Linked DNA regions of Mus musculus: all the other regions are linked to region 1. The links are chromatin contacts, called in public Hi-C and HiChIP or PLAC-seq maps. All regions are on one chromosome and are shown on one strand. Each heading gives the region's core, a stretch centred on a gene start, on an enhancer-like site or on the middle of the called end of the contact. The rest is flanking DNA. Distances are from core to core; before and after follow the strand shown. Region 1 overlaps Wdr47 (WD repeat domain 47). Region 2 overlaps Fndc7 (fibronectin type III domain containing 7). Region 3 overlaps Elapor1 (endosome-lysosome associated apoptosis and autophagy regulator 1).

Region 1 (2,938 bases), core at 123-2,622:
AGAATGTTCATGTGCCAGCTCCTTCTTATGAACCAGCTATGTCTTTTATTTAAAAGTATGCTTATCTAGTGTGGGTTCAGGGGGCCGTTTTGGTAGAATGGAACATTCTTTAAATACCTATTAAGTCCATTTACTGTATGTATGGGATAGTTTTTGTTGTTGTTGTCTTTGTTGTTATTTTGGTTTGGTTTGGTTTTTCAAGACAGGGTTTCTCTGTGTAGCCCTGGCTGACCTGGAACTCACTTTGTAGACCAGGCTGGCCTTGAACTCAGAAATCCACCTGCCTCTGCTTCCTGAGTGCTGGGATTAAAGGCGAGCACCACCACTGCCCAGCAAGGGATAGTTTATCTCTAATGTTCATTGCTGGGTTCTCATTTGGATGATTTGTTTAGAAATGAGTAGGGTACTGAAATCACCCACTATTATTCTATCAAGACTTGATCCAAACCTAAAACAAACAATCTGTTGATATTTGGGTGAAAGAAAATGTAATGTGCATCTTCTTGGTGGATTGTTCTCTTTTTAAATATGTAGAGGCCTTCTTCATTTCTCATGACCTTCCAACACCTGATGCTAGTGACCCACTTCTGCTTGCCAGGCCCCACCTCCTAAATATGTCATAGCCTCCCAAAAGTATTCAAAACATGAAGCTGTAGGAGAGGGGAGAGGTAATTTCAGGTTCCAGCCTGACCTGGCATCATGCCCCCTTAGTCTTAGTTCGGACGTTTGGTTTGTTTTCCTTTTTTGTAACCTTCCAAGATTTTCCGTGATTCATGCTGCTTCTGCCGCATGCGTGTTCGTCCTTTTGTCGTCTCTTTCCCAGGCTTTTTCCTTATCTCTAGGCTTCAGTTCAGCATCTCCTCGTTACCGGAAGAAGCCTCCTTTGACTGCTCTAATTCTGAACTCACCACTATGTTCTGTCACAGAACTCTTAATATCTGTTTAAAATGTTTATCCTTATTAATCGCTTGCCTCTTATAATACATATTAAGTGATCATATCTGCTTCATGTTTCAGAATAGATAAACCACCTTCTGTAAAGTGCCTGGCCCAAGGGACAACTGAATTAATCATTAGCTTTTTAAAGAAATAAACTGAAATTTGGCACAATAAATATTTTTATATTTAAACTCAAATTTTTATAGTTTTCCTGTGTGTTAGCTCTTCTCATTTTCCCTAATTCTTTTGTGCATGTTTATATATGTAGTGTCTGTGTGCTCACATGTGTGCAGATGCGCTTGCACTGTGTATGCATGTGGAGACCAAAGGTCAGTTAGCATCAGGTGACTCATCTATTACTCGCCACCTTATGACTGTTATTTTTTGAAGATCTCTTATTGACTCTGGAGCTTGCCATGCCTGCCTGACTGGCCTGCCAGCGAGCCTGCCTCCACCATCAGCTCAAGGTCACACATGTGCATGCCTGGCCTTGCAGTCCCATGGCACCAGGGATCTAAACTCAGGTCTTTCACTTTCTCACTAAGTCATACCCTTGGTCCTCAGCTTTTCTAATAAAAAGTCGTAGTGGATGATATTTACTTTGTGTGTGTGTTTGTATGTATGTATGTGGGGGGTGCCGGTGTATATGATCTCCTGGAGGTCAAGGACAAGTTTAGAGAGAGTCAGTTCTCTCCTTCCACCATGTGGGTTTCAGGAATCTACTCAGGTCGTCCGGCTTCCTAGCAAGCACTTTCACCTGCTGTGCTCTGCTTGGACCAGCTTTTCCTATTTTGATCATTTATTTACTACAATGGCTCATTCTAATTTTTTTTTTCTCATGCAACTGAGGTCAGGCATTTAAGTGAGTTGTTAAATGACTAGATACTAGTCTGCAGAGAGCTGTTTTATTTGATTTCTAGTACCCATTTATACTTTTTAAAGACCCAGTCAAGTAGCTATCTTCCGATATTGTTTATCCTTTAGTTTTTCATTCAGCCCTGATTCCCTCATTATTTGCTTTTTTCTCCTTTTATAATAATCTATTTTAATTATGTACACATTTTTGCTTAGATTAATCGTGTATCATTCAGTTCTCTTGCTTAGAAACTTGCAGAGGTGCTTCGCTGATCCTACCCCTTAGAATGGAGTGCAAGGTGCTTAGCGGTCTGGCCCTAGCCTGCCTGTCATGTCTCAGCTCCAATTGTTTTCTTCCTTTTACTACTCGAGCCTTTCAGCTTTTATATGGTTTTCATTTAAATGTTTACTTATGTAACTCTTCCAGCCAATAATATTTTCTTTTTTTTCTCCCAAAGTTTCAAGAAAAGATTATCTTAGTTTACATAGATGTGTTTATGTTTGGACATTCATGTACACCATTATTTATGCTGTTTACCGTTTTTCAAGTTTTAATTTATATCCTTTTATTTCTGTGCAATTTCCAGAGACTACTTGAACTACTTGGGTATTGAGTACAACTCTTCAATCTTATTTATTTATTTATTTATTTATTGAGACAAGGTTTCTCTGTATAGCCCTGGCTGTCCTGGAACTCACTCTGTAGACCAGGCTGGCCTCGAACTCAGAAATCCGCCTGCCTCTGACTCCCAAGTGCTGGGACTAAAGGCGTGTGCCACCACTGCCTGGCTTCAATCTTATTTTTATGATTGCTCTTCTTTAAGAAGAAAAATCAAATCTTTATCCTAACAAGGGAAACTAAATGCTAAATAATAACATTTGCTTAGATCCACAAGGTTTGTTAGCATTTTTTTTAACCACCATCTTTTTTTGTTTTGGGGGTTATGAATATCCCCGTTGAGAATACATGGTAAAGTTAGGGCTATATCCTTCAGATTCAGAACTTAATTTCTGTTGTTAATAGATCTTGGGTTGCCTTAGATATTTCCACACTGTTTCTTTAAAGTATACCTTGTTTGTGAGTTTCCTTGTTCCCTTGTTCAATGCTCTAAGCTGAGCATCGGGGTAGTTTTAGGACGTGCCC
Region 2 (2,938 bases), core at 142-2,641, 220 kb after region 1:
CACCAGAGCATTTCTATGGAGGTCTGAAAACAACTTCCAGGAGTCAGTTCTCTCCTGCCACCATGTGATGGTTAGTTTTCTGTCAACTTGACACAAGCTGGAGTCACTTAAGAGGAGGGAAACTCAGTTGAAAAAAAAAAAATGCCTCCGTAAGCTGGGGCTGTAGGTAAGCTTGTAAGGCATTTTCTTGATTAGTGATTGATGTGGGAGGGTGCAGGCCATTGTGGGTGGTGCAGCCCCTGAGCTGGTTCTATAAGAAAGCAGGCTTAGTGGGCCATGGGAGAGCGAGCCACAGGAGAGCGAGCCACGGGAGAGCAAGCCAGTAAACAGCACTCCTCTGTGCTCTCTGCCCCAGCTGCTGCCTCCAGGTTTCCGCCCCAAGTGAGCTCTTGTTCTAACTTCCCTCAGTAATGGAAGAAGAAGCAAACAAACCCTTTTCCTTCACACATTGCCCTGGGTTATGGTGTTAAATCACAGCAATAGAAACCCTAACTAATGTGGGTTCTAGGGATTGAACTCAGGTCATCAAGCTTGCCTGGCAAGCACTTTTAAAAGTCACTATACTGGTTAGTTTTTATAGTCAACTTGAGCCAGTCTACATCATCTGGAAAGGAGAAACCTCGATTGAGGATTTTTCATCAGCAGATTGGCCTGGGGCCAGGTCTGTGAGAACTTGACTTTTTTTTTTTTTTTTTTTTTTTTGAGACAGGGTCTCTCTGTATAGCCCTGGCTATCCTGGAACTCTGTAGACCAGGCTGGCCTCGAACTCAGAAATCCGCCTGCCTCTGCCTCTCAAGTGCTGGGATTAAAGGCATGCGCCACCATGCCCGGCTCCAAGGTTGGTTTTAAATTAAGGTCCTAACTGCCTTTACCTGAGTATATTTTTTTTGGGCAGAAAGTAAGCTTCAGTCCTGTTTCAGCAACTGGTGAGACCATCACGGTGTAAACGTCCCCACAGGGGATGTTGGTGATGTCACAGAAACTTAGACCGGCATGTGGGGCACATGTAAAGATGCCTTTGGAACCATAGAGGTCGGTGCTATAATTGGCAGCGCCCCTGGAGGCTCGCCAGTAGATCCGGATGCCATTAGGGCCCAGCCTATATAATTTGACCCCCAGTGGGCAACAGACACCTATAGGAAAAAAGAAATATAGAATTATTTACCCCACCATCATACAAGCATGGTCATATTTACAATTACCCCAGAGGAGAAAGATGACAAGTAGAATCTTCTGCACAGAATGATTAATTCCTAGTTAGAACAGAGCAAGGTTTGAAGGGATGCAGATGTTCTTTCCCTGCTGAGCCACACGATCAGAGATTCATGTGTGGGTAGGGAGGGGTATGGGGCTTTTAATATAGAACACTGGTGAATCAAAGGTCTACAGTTGGCAGAGAGACGCTGCCCTGCTCGTGACTCAAACTATGAGTCAAACGTTCACGATCCCACCAAGTTATAATACAATGCCCGATTTTATTTGACTTTAGTGGCACTAAGTTTAAATATAACTCATTGTGCTCACTATTAGCTGAAAAAGAAACGGCGGTGGTGAGCCAAGTAGCACTGCTTCTCTGGTTCATGCTTCACCGTGCCGAGTGATTAGGTACACTTTTGATCCTGTCTTCCAAATATTTTAAGTAGGCCACACATTAGGTGCTAATCAGGATACCAGTTGGTGGAATGCTCATTAGCTAAAATAAAGATCATATTGTATAATCTTTTAAGTTGTGAGAGATAATCAGACTCACTTGGTTTGTGCATGATTTCTTTGTCTCTGTCTCTCTCTGTCTCTCTGTCTCTCTGTCTCTATGTCTCTGTCTCTCTCTGTCTCTGTCTCTCTCTGTCTCTCTCTCTGTCTCTCTCTGTGTGTCTTTCTCTCTGTCTCTCTCTCCCTCTCCCTCTCCTTCTCTCTCTCTCTCTCTCTCTATATATATATATATATATTGGTTTGAGATGGACTATTCTGATATATCCCAGGCTAGCCCTTAAATTCATCTTCTTGCTTAGTCTCAAGTGCTGGGATTCTGCGAGTATACCACTATGCTCACCAATATTGATTAACACTGTTAATTATTTGAGAGTCAGTTTGAGACAGGGTCTGACTCGCTGTATAGTCCAGACTGGCTTTGAAATCATGGCTATCTGGTGAACCTTTTTGTCTCAGCTTTCTGAGTTCTGGGATGCCAGACAGGAGCCTGGTATGGTTGGTTGACACTGTCAACTTGATCAGATCTAGAAGCATCCATGAGACAAGCCCACAGGCAAGCCTGTGACAGATTATCTAAAGCTACCTTCTGGAAAAGTCTGTAAAGGAATATCTAGATTATGTTAAGTGAGGTGGGAAGACCACCCTAAAAGTGGATGGTAACATACCATCAGATGGGGGTCCCGGGCTGCAGACAATCACTCAACTATTGGGTTCCTGAGTTCAGACACTGTGTGCCGCTCCCATGAACTGAAATCAACCCTTCCTGTCATTTTTAAAAAGTAATTTCATTGTTTGTTTACTTATTTTTAACTCTCTCTCTGGGTATGTATATGCTGTGCATGTGGATGCAATTCCTGATGAGGCTGGAAGAGGGCATACTCTTGGAGTTGTGTCAGGAGCTGCCTGGCATGGGTGCTGGCTGCTGAAATTAAGCCCTCTGGAGGAACAGTGGACAATCTTACTGTTGGACCAGTCACTTAGCTCCTGAAGGTTGTTGTTGGTAGTGGTGTTTTTGTTGATGTTGTTTGTTTTGTTTTGGTGTTAGGTTTTGGATTTTTCTAAACAGGGTTTCTGTGTGTAGGTCTGGTTATCCTGAAACTCACCCTATACACCAGGCTGGCCTTGAACTCAGAGATCTGCCTGTCTCTGCTTCCTGAAAGTTGGGACTGAAGGTGTGCACCACTTTTTGTTCAATATTTTGCCAAAGCCACAAGAAAAGTACCTAATA
Region 3 (2,938 bases), core at 192-2,691, 160 kb before region 1:
TCTGCACATGTGTGGCTGGTTCCCACGGAGGCCAGAAGAGGGTGTCGGATTCCCCTAGAACTGGAGTTAGTGAGCCATGTGGGTTCTGGAATCAAACCAGGATCTCTTGGAAGAGAAGCCAGTGTTCTTAGCCTTTGAGCGATCTCTCCAGGCCCCATCCTTAGACCTCGTCTGAGAGTTCTCTTGCCTATGACAAACGTGAAGAAGGCCATCTGTTACTTCCCCTTCTCCATGAGACCACCCCACACAGATAAAGTTGGAATTGCCATGAACTCAAGATGAAGCTGCCTCTGCCTCGCCTCAGCCTCAGCATCCTAGTGCTGACTCTCACCCAGTTACTTTTCTCCCACTTGGGGAGCACTGGGGTTTGAACCCTGGGCTCCAGGCATGTTTTACCACTGAACCCCATGTCCTTAGCCATTTTATCAGGCTTTTTGTGTTACCCTTATAATGATATAATGTTGCTTCAATACCGTGGACCTTTACAGAAGAACTAATGAACCCTCCTCCTCCTCAAAGCAATGGATGTCATATTTTTCTTTTGTTTTGATGTTAGAGACAACTATAGCCCACCCCATAGCCTGTGCTAACCTGGAACTCCTAATCTTACTGCCTTAGGTACTAGGAAAACAAGTGTATGACATCATGCATACACATATAAAGGGTGTGGTGGTGCACAACTTTCATCCCAGCACCCAGGAAGCAAAGGCAGACCAATCTGGGTTCAGACCAGGCTAGCCTGGTCTACATAGTGAGTTCCAGGGTAGCCAGGACCACAAATGTCTCAAAAGCCAAAATAAATCCTTTTCGGAGTTCGAGGCCAGCCTGGTTTACAAAGCGAGTTCCAGGACAACCAGGGCTATACAGAGAAATCCTGTCTCGAAAAAAGCAAAAAAAAAAAAAAAAAAAAAAAAAAAAAAAGAAGAAGAAAAAAGAAAAAAAAGAAATGCAGTCACTATTATTTGCCTGCAAGCTTGCATATTCTTTTTATTTGAGAACTGTCCAGGGAGATTTAATAGATTATGTGTTTCTTCACCTCCTTTCTAGTGACTTTACTTCTTAATAGGTTCCATCCCTTTCCCAGATGACTTCCTCTGTCAGAGACTCTAAAGATGCCTTGTTGGCCTGTACTGGGAGCTCAGAGACTGAATATCTCCCCATCTCTCTGTCCCTGTCTTATTAGGCTGGGCAAGAAGGAAGTGTTGGGAAACAGCTGGAATCGGCTCAGCGCCTTTATTCAGTAATAAAGGCAGGAGGTTCAATTCCTCAGAGAGGGAACTAGAAACTCCGGTTGGTGACTGACTTGGCCAGGAGAGATTTGGGGGTGGGGAGAGAGGTGCTGAACACGTGCCAGTTCCCAGGGCCTTGTGGATCAGGTCTGGCAGAGCAGAAGTTAAGTGTTAGAAAATGTATTTGGCACAAAGACCTTTGTTCTGCTAGTTAAACATTTGCTTAACCTGACACCCTAGGTCTAAGTTTTAGCAGAAATGGTCCAGCTGTTTACACACAGACCACTGTGAAAATGGCTTTAATAAATGATTAACTGCAATGTTCAGACAGACCTCACTTTCCAAGCACGGGTTTAAACCAAGAGGCTTAAGTTGGGCATTGGTCAAGTGTGAAAAAGTCACCTAGATGTTTGGTAAGGCGAGGGATTGAATGTGGGTTGAGGAGGAACGCTCGTGGGAAAACATGTAAGACGACGTTGATCTCAGGGCCCGGGGTGCTTCCTCTGTACCTACCTTCTCCTGCCGATCTGGCCCCCCTTCTAGTCCAGTGTTCTCTCTGGGGCCCATTTTATCAAAGGAAAACATTTCCTCAGCAGGCACAGGACCCCAGCACACATAAGGGCACAGCTCATAGCAGCTCAGATGCTGAGGTCTTCTCGGAACCTACCTTTCATTTGTAAATGGAGGGCTCACTCCCACACCACGCTTTGAGTCATAAATGAGACAATGTTGTATTGAGTGTAAACTTCTGTACAAGTGAGCTATTATTGTAAACTATACCGAGAACATTTTCATCCTGTAAGAGGGGTATCTGGACAGGCCTTCATTAAAAGAAAGTGAATTAGTAAAACTAACTCTACGGCCGGAGTGAGCAGGGCCAGGGAGAGAGAAGAAAAAGTGTCTGAAGACAGCTACAGTGTACTTACATATAATAAATAAATAGATCTTTTTTTAAAAAAAAGTAAAACAAAACTAATGCTGAAGGGATAAGGTGAACAGGATGGCTCAGTGGGTAAAGGTCCTTGCCACCAAGCCTAACCACCTGACTCCTTCCTGCAAGTTGTTCACATGCACACATGTTCATGCATGAACCCACACATACACACACACATACACAATAAAACAAATAAGTGTAATAGTACTTAGTGCTTAGGCTAGAGCTGAAGCTCCGCAGAGGAGAGCTGGCCTAACATGTGCAAGGACTCTGGGATCTATCCCCAACACTGCAAGAAACATTGTTTAAAACAGTGATTACACAGCACTCAGGAGGCAGGGGCAAGTGGATCTCTGTGAGTTCGAGACCAGCCTGGTCTACAGAGTGAGTTCCGTAACAGCCAGGTCTACACAGAAAAACCCTGTCTCAAAGAACAAAACATAATGAACAAAAACCAAAAAAAGCAATTACAAAATACCAGGCCCATTTCTGGATCCTTTCCTGCATTAGCCAATCCCTGTGGTAACAGTGTATGGTGGACATGATCATCATCACTTCTATTTTGGAGGTAAAGATGTAGAGACATGGTTGCTTCTCAGGCCTCCACTAAGATTGTGTATAGGGACTGCAGCACGAGCAAGCAGTGTAGCCCAGATGTCACATCTAGTGAGGGGTGAGGCTGAGATCTGAACCTGGTGAGTGTGTTCTGGAGTCCCGGCACTGTTCCCTATTGCACCGTGGAGAGTTCCTACATTTGTGTGCCCACATGGGCAGA

Evidence for each region. A called contact is a pair of places that touch in the nucleus more often than the background predicts. HiChIP or PLAC-seq counts read pairs in DNA pulled down with a chosen protein or histone mark.
Region 2: a contact with region 1 is called in a FOXA1 HiChIP or PLAC-seq map of pancreatic cancer cells. The contact joins two enhancer-like sites. A contact is called at or near these places in 1 of 115 datasets of contacts at active chromatin or transcription factors (pancreatic cancer cells) and 1 of 9 other capture datasets (liver).
Region 3: a contact with region 1 is called in a Hi-C map of liver, with 2.0 times the contacts expected there. The contact joins two enhancer-like sites. A contact is called at or near these places in 2 of 39 promoter capture datasets (the C10 cell line and stem cell-derived epiblast-like cells), 2 of 15 datasets of contacts at CTCF or cohesin (pro-B cells and stem cell-derived epiblast-like cells), 13 of 484 Hi-C or Micro-C datasets (the AML12 cell line, B cells, CD4 T cells and 10 more), 3 of 115 datasets of contacts at active chromatin or transcription factors (embryonic stem cells, intestinal villus epithelium and pancreatic cancer cells) and 3 of 9 other capture datasets (adipose tissue, embryonic stem cells and liver).

The regions. Positions count from the first base shown.
Region 1 is chr3:108,639,864-108,642,801 of GRCm38.p6, forward strand. All of the region lies in intron 13 of Wdr47 (WD repeat domain 47), which reads left to right. Among named protein-coding and RNA genes, the nearest start is that of Clcc1, 13 kb to the right of the region's middle. Within about 2 kb of position 1,373, at least 11 of the 459 cell types and tissues checked have an H3K27ac peak or open chromatin away from gene starts, as enhancers often do. A contact at or near this core is called in the AML12 cell line, liver and pancreatic cancer cells, where this site is marked.
Region 2 is chr3:108,861,855-108,864,792 of GRCm38.p6, forward strand. It overlaps Fndc7 (fibronectin type III domain containing 7), which reads right to left. Exons shown (of 13, transcript NM_177091.5): 10 at 873-1,133. Among named protein-coding and RNA genes, the nearest start is that of Stxbp3, 23 kb to the left of the region's middle. Within about 2 kb of position 1,392, at least 40 of the 459 cell types and tissues checked have an H3K27ac peak or open chromatin away from gene starts, as enhancers often do. A contact at or near this core is called in pancreatic cancer cells, where this site is marked.
Region 3 is chr3:108,475,615-108,478,552 of GRCm38.p6, forward strand. The region is part of intron 7 of Elapor1 (endosome-lysosome associated apoptosis and autophagy regulator 1); the gene reads right to left. Among named protein-coding and RNA genes, the nearest start is that of Gm23336, 21 kb to the right of the region's middle. Within about 2 kb of position 1,442, at least 35 of the 459 cell types and tissues checked have an H3K27ac peak or open chromatin away from gene starts, as enhancers often do. A contact at or near this core is called in the AML12 cell line and liver, where this site is marked.